Regions from separate parts of the Sus scrofa genome. Here region 2 is linked to region 1. The links are chromatin contacts, called in public Hi-C maps. All regions are on one chromosome and are shown on one strand. Each heading gives the region's core, a stretch centred on a gene start, on an enhancer-like site or on the middle of the called end of the contact. The rest is flanking DNA. Distances are from core to core; before and after follow the strand shown. Region 1 has its middle 100 kb from the start of TBX3. Region 2 holds the start of TBX3 (T-box transcription factor TBX3).

Region 1 (4,871 bases), core at 1,099-3,598:
GCTGCATGCCTTCCTGTCTTACTTAGAATTCTCTGCTTGCAAGCAATGAAAGAAACTTTCATTAACATATGCAAAAAAGAAATTTACTGGAAGAATATAAGGAAGCTTGTAGAACAGAAGAACAAAATCTGAAAAAACAGGAGCTGGGGAAGCTGGGTAGCAGGACTCAGCTGAAGACATGAATGAGCTGCAAAGCCTCAGTCCTAGCTGTAATGCGCGTCCCTGCGAGGCAGCATCTGATTGGCTAAGCTTGGGTCCTAGGCCTGCCCTCTGGTAGTGACGTCATGATTGACAACTCCACTATGATTATATCTGGTACAAGAATGTCTGTTTTCCTAAAGCAACATTGAGAAGCTGTTACCCTCATAAGGACAGGTAAAAATTGCACGGCCCCTCTATTCTTCCCCTTGCGCCAACTCGCTTTTAATCTACAACATGAATGATTGAGCTATAGGGGTCCATATGAGTCCTTTCCGATGTCATACTCAGAAATTCTGATTCAACTAGGCTGAATGAAGCTAGAAAAAGCACATTTCCAAAACTAGGATTTTGCATTATTCTGTGGAAGAAGCCAAAGCTTGTGACACAATTTCCCCAAATCCATCACATTGCTATAAAATGAGTGGAGAACAAGTGGGGCATTTACCCACTGTGGTTAGGTGGTTGTCACCAAACCCCTCTGAGCTTCATTTTCCTCTTTGACAAAATGGGGCTATTCATTGAAGAGTGCTGTGAAGGTGGTAAAAAGAGAGGGCTAGAGAGGGAAACATATTTGCAAAGTATTGAGTGTTTATTATGCACCAGGCCTTGTGCTGAGTGCAAGACCCACAGCCCCAGAGGTCCCATTGTGGCTCAGGGGAAATGAGCCTGACTGGTATCCATGAGGACTTGGGTTTGATTCCTGGCCTCGCTCAGTGGGTTAAGGATCCGGCATTGCCAGGAGCTGTGGTGTAGGTTGCAGATGAGGCTTGGATCCCACTTTGCTGTGGCTGTGGTGTAGGACAGCAGCTATAGCTCGGATTAGACCCCTAGCTTGGGAACTTCCATATGCTGCAGGTGCAGCCCTAAAAAGCAAAAAACAAAACAAACAACCAAAAAAACCCCCAAACCCCATGGCCTCTTGAAGACATTTCCCAGCACAAGTGAGAAAGATACCCAGCACACATCAGGGGCTCCATGAAGGCTCCTTCCCTTTGCCTCCCAGGCGATGGCGTGACCTCCTGAAGCCTTTTTTCCCCTTTCCACTCTGTTCTGCCAGCCCAGTCTTCGGATGAAATTCTGAAGCTTAAGGATGCTTTTGCAGCAAGTAGCAAGTGTGTCAATGTCCCTCTCCCCCTTTCTTCCTACCTCCAGGCTGGACACCTGGTGAAGAGATCCGGTGTGAGTTTAAGGGTAGAGAGGGAAATTCAAACTTTCGGTGTGCGGAAGTTTCTGGAATCACTCAGATAATGTATTGGGAGGGTGGAATCCCCCCTCCCCATCACCCTGCTTCCTTTTTAAAAGGGCGAGATAACTGGGCTACAATGGACGTGTTTGAAGCCGGCCAGCTGTGGGCTGCCCAGCTGACAGAGGCCACAGCTGGAGCAGGAACAGTGGCTGGGTTTCTTCCAGCTGCAAACGAAGGGGTCAACACCTTGAAGGGGAAAAGAAAAAAAAAAGTCCAGGCATCAGCTGGTGGAAACGGTCCCGGAGTTCATAATAACTAAAAGGAAAGCAAGGAGTTTTTTTTTTTTTTTTTTTTTTTTTTTTTTTTTTATTGTTTTAATTGGCAGCTGTCTTTGGATTCTGGTTTAAGAGAGTTTGGAGATTGGAACCCAGACAGGTGTGTGCGTGCGTGCATGTGTGTGTGTGTGTATGCGCGAGCGTGAAGTGTGAGCATGCACACGTGCAGGAAGGAAGGTGGAAGAAAGCAAAGCTGGTTGCCTGTGAATGTGCGACTGGAAAAAGCCAGGAGGGAAAGAGGCAGCTGTGTGTGTGTTGGCAGGGGAGGGAGGGCGACGGCCATCTTTTGTGTGTGAAAGAGAAATTGATAGCGGGAATTGCAGGGCCGAGAGAACGTTCTTTATTGTGCATGTGCACAAAGACCTATGAAAATGGAAAAAACGTGGATGAAAGAGCAGGAAAGGACCTGAACGAGAGACGGAGGAAACCAGGCGGGGTGCGTGAGATTGCAGGAGACAGACCCGGAGCCAATGTGCCGTGAACAGGGCACCATCGGCTCTCTCCTGGCCTTCCAGAAATAGTTTCCGGGAACCGTGGCGCTTTCCCTGCCCCAGCTCTTGGGCCAGCGGCGGGGAGATAAACCGCCCGCGTAGCTTGTCTTGGCGGCCTCTCAGCTGACACTGCTGACAGGCTGCTTTGATCTCGGGTTATCAGGGCCTAACCCTGTGCCCTGGGCCTGCTCTGCCAGCTCCCACCCGCCGCTCACCTCTGCCGAAAGGGCATTCCCTAAGGTCAGGGTTGGGAGGGGCGGCCCGGCCCTCTTGCCTGGTTGGCCTTGGAGCCTGGGTGCTTGATGCAATCAGGGCACCATCTTTTAGTCTCAGAGCAGCGATGAAAAGAGGGCCCAACTGGGGAAAATAATCTTTTGAAGTGGAGCCCACACAAAATGACACCCGCCAGGCAGGACAGAGCCTGTCCCCATGCTGCCCGGGCCTTCCCCCTGCGTGAGTGGTGACAGGAAAAAAAACAGGGGTGGCAGCCCAAACACTTGCATTCTCGTCTTAAGATTGGTGCTGAGTCACTGGGTGACCTTGGGCCAGTCCTACTTCTTTCTCTCTGGACCTGAGTTTCCATCTCCCATCTTGTGAAATTAAAGTGCTTGTGTATCTCTGGAGATCTTTTTTCAAACACAGTCGCGTGCAGAAATCCCTTTTGTAAAGCAGATCAAAGGAGACTGGGGTGGGATGAAGGGGCTAGGACCAGCCAGGACCCCAACACTTCTGCTCTAGTTAGCGAGTTAGCTTCCAGGGCTACTGTAACAAAGTACAAATGGGGTGTGAGTGGCAGGGGGTGGGGGGGTTGCTTAAAACGACAGAAATTTATCATCTAATGGTTCTGAAGGCCAGAAGTCCAAGGTCAAGGTGTTGACAGGGCCATGCTCCTTCCTCACCTCCTCCAGCTTTTGCCTTCTCCTCCAAATGCTGTCAGGAATCTTTGTCACTCCTTGGCTTATGGTGGCAACGTTCCGATTGACCACCTTCCTGTAGCCTTCTTGCCGGGGCTCTTCACATCATCTTCCCTGTGCACGTGTCTCTGTTTCCAAATTTCCTTTCTTTCCAAATGGGAATGTGGTTGATGTACAATATTACACGAGGTTCAGGTGTGCTGAGAAGTGATTTGACCTCGGCACACGTTATGAAACGATCACTGTGATTAAGTCTAGTAATTTGTCCCCATATAAGTTTATTCCATGGGGGATACTGTGACCTGCAGGTGCTACGTTGCCTCCTGGGCTTCAGCAGTCATGGAAGCCCGGGGCTGATTAAAGGCATTACTGGGTGGTCTGTTGGCTGCGGAGATAGCTGGAGATGGTAACACAGCCGGTGGTCTCTTTGGGGACTACTAAGCCTCAGAGAAATGAAAACTCCCAAAGCCACACAACTATAATGTCAATGGGGCTGTTATTCACCATTCTACTAATATTGAGTGAGGGAATGAGCCCTAGATGTGAGGGTTCATATGTTGAAACCTAATGCCCTACGTGAGGGTATTAGGAAGTGGAGGCTTTGCAAGTGCTTAGGTCATGAGGGGACCCTCCCCCATGAATGGGATTTAGTGCCCTTAGAAAAGAGACCCCACAGAGCTCCCTTGCCATTTCCACCACGTGAAGACACAGTGAGAAGATGCTGTCTGTGAACCAGGAAGAAGGCCCTCCTCGGCTACCACACCAAATCGGCCAGCAGCATGATCTGGGACTCCTCAACCTTCACAACTATGAGAAATACATTTTTGTTGTTGTTGTTGTTGTTGTTTTGCCATTTTGTTGGGCCGCTCCTGTGGCATATGGAGGTTCCCAGGCTAGGGGTCGAATTGGAGCTGTAGCCACCAGCCTATGCCGGAGCCACAACAATGCGGGATCCGAGCCGCGTCTGCAAACTACACCACAGCTTGGGGCAACACCAGATCCTTAACCCACTGAGCAAGGCCAGGGATTGAACCCGCAACCTCGTGGTTCCTAGTCGGATTCATTAACCACTGAGCCATGACGGGAACTCCAATAAATGTTGTTTTTAAGCAAAAACAACGACAACAACAACAAAACCCCACATTTATTACATGGGAGTTTCCACTGTGGTAAAGTGGGTTAAGGATCCATCTTATCTCTGTGGAGGTGCGTGTTCCATCCCCTGTCCCATGCAGTGGGTTAAGGATCCAGTGTTGCTGCAGCCGTGGCATGGGTTGCAGCTCTGGCTTAGATTCGATTCCCATGGCAGTTTCCATATGCCACGGGGGCAGCCAAAAAAGAAAAAAAAATTATTACGATACTATTGACCATATTTCTTGTGCTGTTTATTACATCCCATGGCTTATTTATAACTGGAGGTTTGTACCTCTTAATCTTCTTTACCTATTTTGCACCCTCCACCCTTCTCCTCTCTGGCAACCACTGTTTGGTTCTCTGGAGTATGTTTTTGCTTCATTTATTTGTTTTGTCTTTTAGATTCCGCATAGAAGTAAGATCAAATGGTATTTATCTTTCTCTGTTTGACTTATTTCACTCTAGATTCATCCGTGTTGTTCCAAATGGCAAGACTGAGTTTTTCTTATGGCTGAGTAATATTCCATTGTGTGTGTGTTACATAGGTAAATACATATATCACATCCTCTTCCATTCATCCATCCATGGACACTTTCATATCTTGGCTCTT
Region 2 (5,092 bases), core at 123-2,622, 100 kb before region 1:
AAGTCCGGCGCCCGGTGAGGTAGGAACGGATGGTAGGCCATGCTTGTCCCAGGAATGACCGGATCTCTCATGGAGAGGCTCATCCACTCCAGGCGGGGCGCTGGGCTCCAGCCGGGGACAAGTCCGCAGCTGCTGTTTTGTTTTGTTTTTGTTTAACAGCAGCACATAGTTTGGAAGAAAAAAAAAACGCGAAAAAAAAGGGGGAGAATCACAAATAAGGCACCTCAAGGGGGGTTCTTTTGGGGAAGGGAATGTCTCTTTTAAAGTGGGGAAAGCTAGAAATCAGGAGACATAGTCGCGTGGTGACTGTCCTTGTGTCTCGCGTTTTCAAAAAGCCGCTCCTGGAAGTCGGTTTCAGAGGCGAGGGAGCGAGCAGGCTCTGGACTTGCGCCGGAGCCCTGCCGCTTGGCTCGAAATAGACACTCCAGCCCTTGGTCCCAGCAGTCGCTCCCCAGCCCCCAGTTCTTTGTTGCAAATGCGAACAATTCTCCTAGGAGACTTTTTACCTCTTCTTCTCCTTCTTCTTCCCCCGCCCCCCTATCTCTGCCTCTCCCTTCGGCTCGCAGGAGGCGTCTGCAACTGCGCTAGACCAGCTTGACCAGCGAGCGAGAGTGGAAAGTCTCTCTTCTTTAAAAAAAAAAAAAAAAAAAAAAAAAAATCTGATTGAAGCCCTCTTCAGCCAGCGCTATCAAAACTTGAACTGCAAACTGGCTTCCGCTCGCCCTCCTCCTCCTTCCTCCGCTCCGAACCTCCGGAGGGTGTCTGGGTTTCAATCCGAATCTTGCTGTGCTCTTCTCCCGCGCCTGTCTTCCTTGTCCTAAAACGTGAGCGAATTCGCTTCCTAAATCTGCGTCCAGACGCGCAGGGCAGGGAGGATTTAGGGGGGGGAGGAGGAGAATGAAAAGAAGGGAGAGAGGGAGGGTGAGAGAAAAAGAGAGACCAAGTGGGAGAGGGAGCGCGAGGAGAGGGAGGGAGCGAGAGAAAGCCAGCGAGAGCTCCTCGCCACCCTCCTCTGCCTCTAGAATTCCCCGGGCGTCTGCTCGGCGGCTCTAGAAGGTCGGGCTCTGCCGTGGGCTGCGGGGAGCCGGAGGCCTCTTGATTGGCTCTTTGACGCTTTCGGACCAATTGTGTTGCTGCATAGGCGTGGTTTTCACAGGTCGAGTGCTGGGGGATAGAGCCGAGTTATAAAAAGAAGGTGTCGGAAACTGTAACGTCGCAGCGCCGCACCGGTACTACTGCCTGTCCTGTGAATATGTCAACATGATCAGAGGGAGGGCGGGGAGCCACTGGGGAGCGCCGCACAGAGTCGCCTCTAGGTGGCTTATCGAGAGATCGCCGCAACCCCAGAGCGAGCGAGCTCTGGCTCAGCCCACGTCTGAAATGCCTCAGTCATCCAGCCCTCATTCGAGGGAGGAGGCAGGGCCAGGGAGGACGGGGGAGGGAGGCGGGAGCGAGAGAGCCTGGCCAGGAAGGCGGAGAGCGCGCCGGGCTCCTGGCCGGGGCGCTCCCCTCTCGCGCGCTAGGCTCGCCTCTCGGGCCGCCCCAGCTGTTTCTCTCTCCCTCTCCCCCTGTTAACTCGGCCTCGGGCGAGCCGAGCGTAAGGCTGAAGCTCCCGCGAGCTGCCATCCAGCCGCCAGGCTCAACAAAAGCCGGCAGCCGCGGAGAGGCAAGCGCCGCCGAGTCTCCAGGCTTGCGCGCTCTCCAGCCCCACGTGGAGCCAAGCTCCGCCCGGCCGCCGCTAAAGGGCTCCCGAGCTCGGGTGACTCTCGGTGCCGGTCTCCCCGGCAGCAGGGCTCGCGGGCTCCCGAACACACGGGGTGCGGCCAGATCTTAGCCCACGCGAGTGAGGGCTCCCTCCCCACCGTGCCCCACCCAAGACTGTGCGCGGAGACCCAAACGCCCTCAACACATCTGTAGGCAAACACTGGCCAGCTTAATGGGACCCAGCCAGCCGCGAAAACCATGTACACGCAAACACGTACACAGCTTGCGCGGGACTGCGCCCAGCTCACTCTAGGAGATGGACTCCGGCTGTTTTGAAGTGCGTTTACCAGCCCTTTTAGATCTCGTCCTCCATTTGGATTCAGGCTCCCGGTATTCCACCTGAATATGTGTGTGAGTGTAGAGGGGAGATCCGAACAAAGTGAGCGCAGAGAGGGGCTAGATTCTGGGCCTGTCCCCGACCGGCCGCTGACCTCCCCCTCGGCGGCGGCCCGGCTCGGTGCAGAGGTGCTGGAAAGGGGTGGGCGAGTTGGTCGGGGGAGGTGCGCCAGCCCCGTATCTTCTCCAGGCATCACACTTATCTCTCGGTGCCTCAGTTCTTTCTCCACCCTGGGGACTTATCTCGCCAGAAGTCGGGGGCTGAATTTGTAAAACAAACCGTGAAACGCCCCACCCCAGAGGCGAGGTGACTGGTTCCAGTTCAGGTAGGGTGGTGGGGGGGGAACCTCAGCAAGGGTGAAGGGGAGGGAGGCAACTGGATTTTACCTATCAGACCCGTCGTGGAATTGGTAACTGTTACCTCAGGTCCCTGACCAGGTCAGAGGATTCCCCAAACCAACATTTCTCACTTCTGGGAGGCAAAGACTTGGGCCGCCCCTGCTTAGATGGAGGGAAGTCTTGGAGACAGTACTCTTACCCCTCCTGAGTAGGGAGCTTCCCCGAATGGAAAGGGAAGGAAGAAAGGGCTGATTGCGGGGCCTAGGGGGTTAAGAAACCCCAGGCTTGGGATGCATGTGTGTCTCTGTGTGTGGAAAACCAGCGCATTCCTCTCTTACATTTTGCCTGGTGTAGCCCCTAAGCCCCCAGCTCCCATACTCCGAAGTGGGAGCAAGTGGAGGGTGAAAATGCAGTTCCATTATGGGTCACCCGCGCCAGATAGGGGTGGAACTTTTGAGGCGACAGGATTTTCCAGCCTCGCATTTTTGACGCACATGGTTAAGAGCGCTTGGCGCCAGCGCTAAGAATTCCCTGAAGTCACCAGAGAGAATAGAGTGGTTCTGCGAACTCCGTCTGGCTCGCCATCTCGCCCCTTTCTTTCCCTTTCGGTCTGTCTTTCCCTGGCGTCCTCTTGGCCTTTCTCTGCGGTGGTGGAGTATGAGGGCCGGGGTGTCGGCTCACAACGCCCCCTCTCTCCTCCCAGGCGGCCCTGATCCCCAAGGGTGCGAGAAACCAGGCCTTCCCACTCCTTACACCGACCACCGAGGTCACCGCAGGGTTTCACCAGTCTCCCGAGGCTGAAACCCGCCCCCTCCCCCACAGTGCTGGCTGCCTGAGCCTGGGGCTGAAGAGCTCCGCTTTCTGGAGTGGCCCACAAACCCCGGTCCGGTTTTGCCTGCACTTCTCGGCCAACCTCTGCTCCCCCGCTCCCAGTAAAAGGAGACTAATTCTGCAACCACGAAATGACTGACCCCCCCCCCCCAGCCCTCTCACCCACTTGGCGCTGCAAGCATCCAGATGCCCAGGAGACAGACATTTTACTCGGTCCTTTGCATTCTGGCTTACTTCGGTTTTGAACGTGGGAGAGGAGCGTGCTGATTTAACTAGTAAATATCTCCACTTGCCTTTGGCCTCAACGGTGGGGGTGGACCAAGACTGAGTTCTGCTGCCCCTCGGCCTCTTCCCTCACGTGCCGATTTTTTGCCCGTAGCTCTAACTTAACCCTGGGGTCACCCCCGTTGCCACTCCTGACCCCACTCCCACTCCAGCGCACAAGGGCGTGGGAGGGGGGGGAAGTTTGCGGGGTTCTGAATCGAAAATGTCGACATCTTGCTAATGGTCTGCAAACTTCCGCCAATTATGACTGACCTCCCAGACTCGGCCCCAGGAGGCTCGTATTATGCAGGGAGGCTGCAGTAACTTGGGATCAAAAGCGGGAAGGTGCGAACTCCTCTTTGTCTCTGCGGGGCCGCCGCGCCCCCCTCCTGGTGGGTGATAAACCCACTCTGGCGCCGGCCGTGCGCTGGGTGATTAATTTGCGAACAAACAAAAGCGGCCTGGTGGCCACCGCATTCGGGTTAAACATTGGCTAGCGAGTTCCGAAGACTTGTGCCAGGCCTGGCGGCCGGGAGAACTCACAGGCTAGTGCGCACCCGGCCCCGGGCGTTTAGGCTCCCGCCTCGGGCTCTACACGATCTTCTTTTTTTTCCTTGCATGCAGACCCCTTCGGTCGTCTCTCTCCCCGCCTCACGTTCAACAAAAGACAGACCGGAACACTGAAGGAGCCTGCTCCTCGGCCAAGCCCGAGATGCCATGCTTTAAAAGAATGGGGGAAAGGGGCCAAAATTTGAATCCAAGATGCGGTCCGAAACTCCTGGTGTACCCCCAATATTTCTCCATCTTTTGCCAAGAGTATTCACTTAATTGTAGGCCCGATTTTTTAAAAGGTTAAAAAAAACCCTCCCCAAATCTGCAACGCTTAAGGCGAAGAAGAAGTCTTGTAAATGCGGATGTTAAAGTGGGGAAGGGGCAGGGGGAGCCTCAGAATAAGTGTACGTACACGGGAAGCCGAATCACCTAGCCTCAGCGCAGGCCACAGACGCCGCCGCAGAGAAGCTAGCTTTACCAAAGAATCAGCTCTCGGAAAGCCTCTGCTGATCCCACTTTTCCCTGTGGCGCCGCCTGCCTCGAACTATAAAGGGGGCAAATCGACCCCTTTGTGACCGAAAAGTGTTTATCTGAAGTTTACAAAAAAGGGGGGGAATGTGCGGAGGCGGGGGAAGGATGGTGGGTAGGAGGGGTCGTTTACTTTGGCAAGTTTGCTGTAAATATTCTTTTTTTGGCATGCGTGAGGTCTGGCGAGGGACTATTACACGCTTATTCCCTCTTAAACTTTCACCCGCCGTTTGCCGCGGAGGTTTTTTTTTTTTTCTTCAGGCGGAGGTGTCGCTAAATTTGGAACTCTGTTGACATAAGAACATCCCGGGTTTCTCCAGGGGTCTGAGGCCTGAGTTTCCAATCGGGGTCGGTTCAGACATAAACTTTTTTTTTGAGGGGGGGTTCTGGATAGAGGTGGCTCTCTGTTTTTGCCCGGTGTCCCCTTCCTGAGATCCCAGGCTCTTTGGATATTGACAAGCTTTGAAATTGACTAGGT

The links. A called contact is a pair of places that touch in the nucleus more often than the background predicts.
Region 2: a Hi-C map of liver shows a contact between it and region 1, with 4 times the contacts expected there. The contact joins the promoter of TBX3 here to the enhancer-like site in region 1. A contact is called at or near these places in 1 of 5 promoter capture datasets (liver) and 7 of 47 Hi-C or Micro-C datasets (fetal heart ventricle, heart right ventricle, liver and 1 more).

Annotation. Positions count from the first base shown.
Region 1 is chr14:37,480,233-37,485,103 of Sscrofa11.1, reverse strand. No RefSeq gene overlaps it. Among named protein-coding and RNA genes, the nearest start is that of TBX3, 100 kb to the left of the region's middle. Within about 2 kb of position 2,348, at least 6 of the 83 cell types and tissues checked have an H3K27ac peak or open chromatin away from gene starts, as enhancers often do. A contact at or near this core is called in liver, where this site is marked.
Region 2 is chr14:37,578,984-37,584,075 of Sscrofa11.1, reverse strand. It overlaps TBX3 (T-box transcription factor TBX3), which reads right to left and starts at 1,372. Exons shown (of 7, transcript XM_001927997.5): 1 at 1-1,372. The coding sequence starts at 83.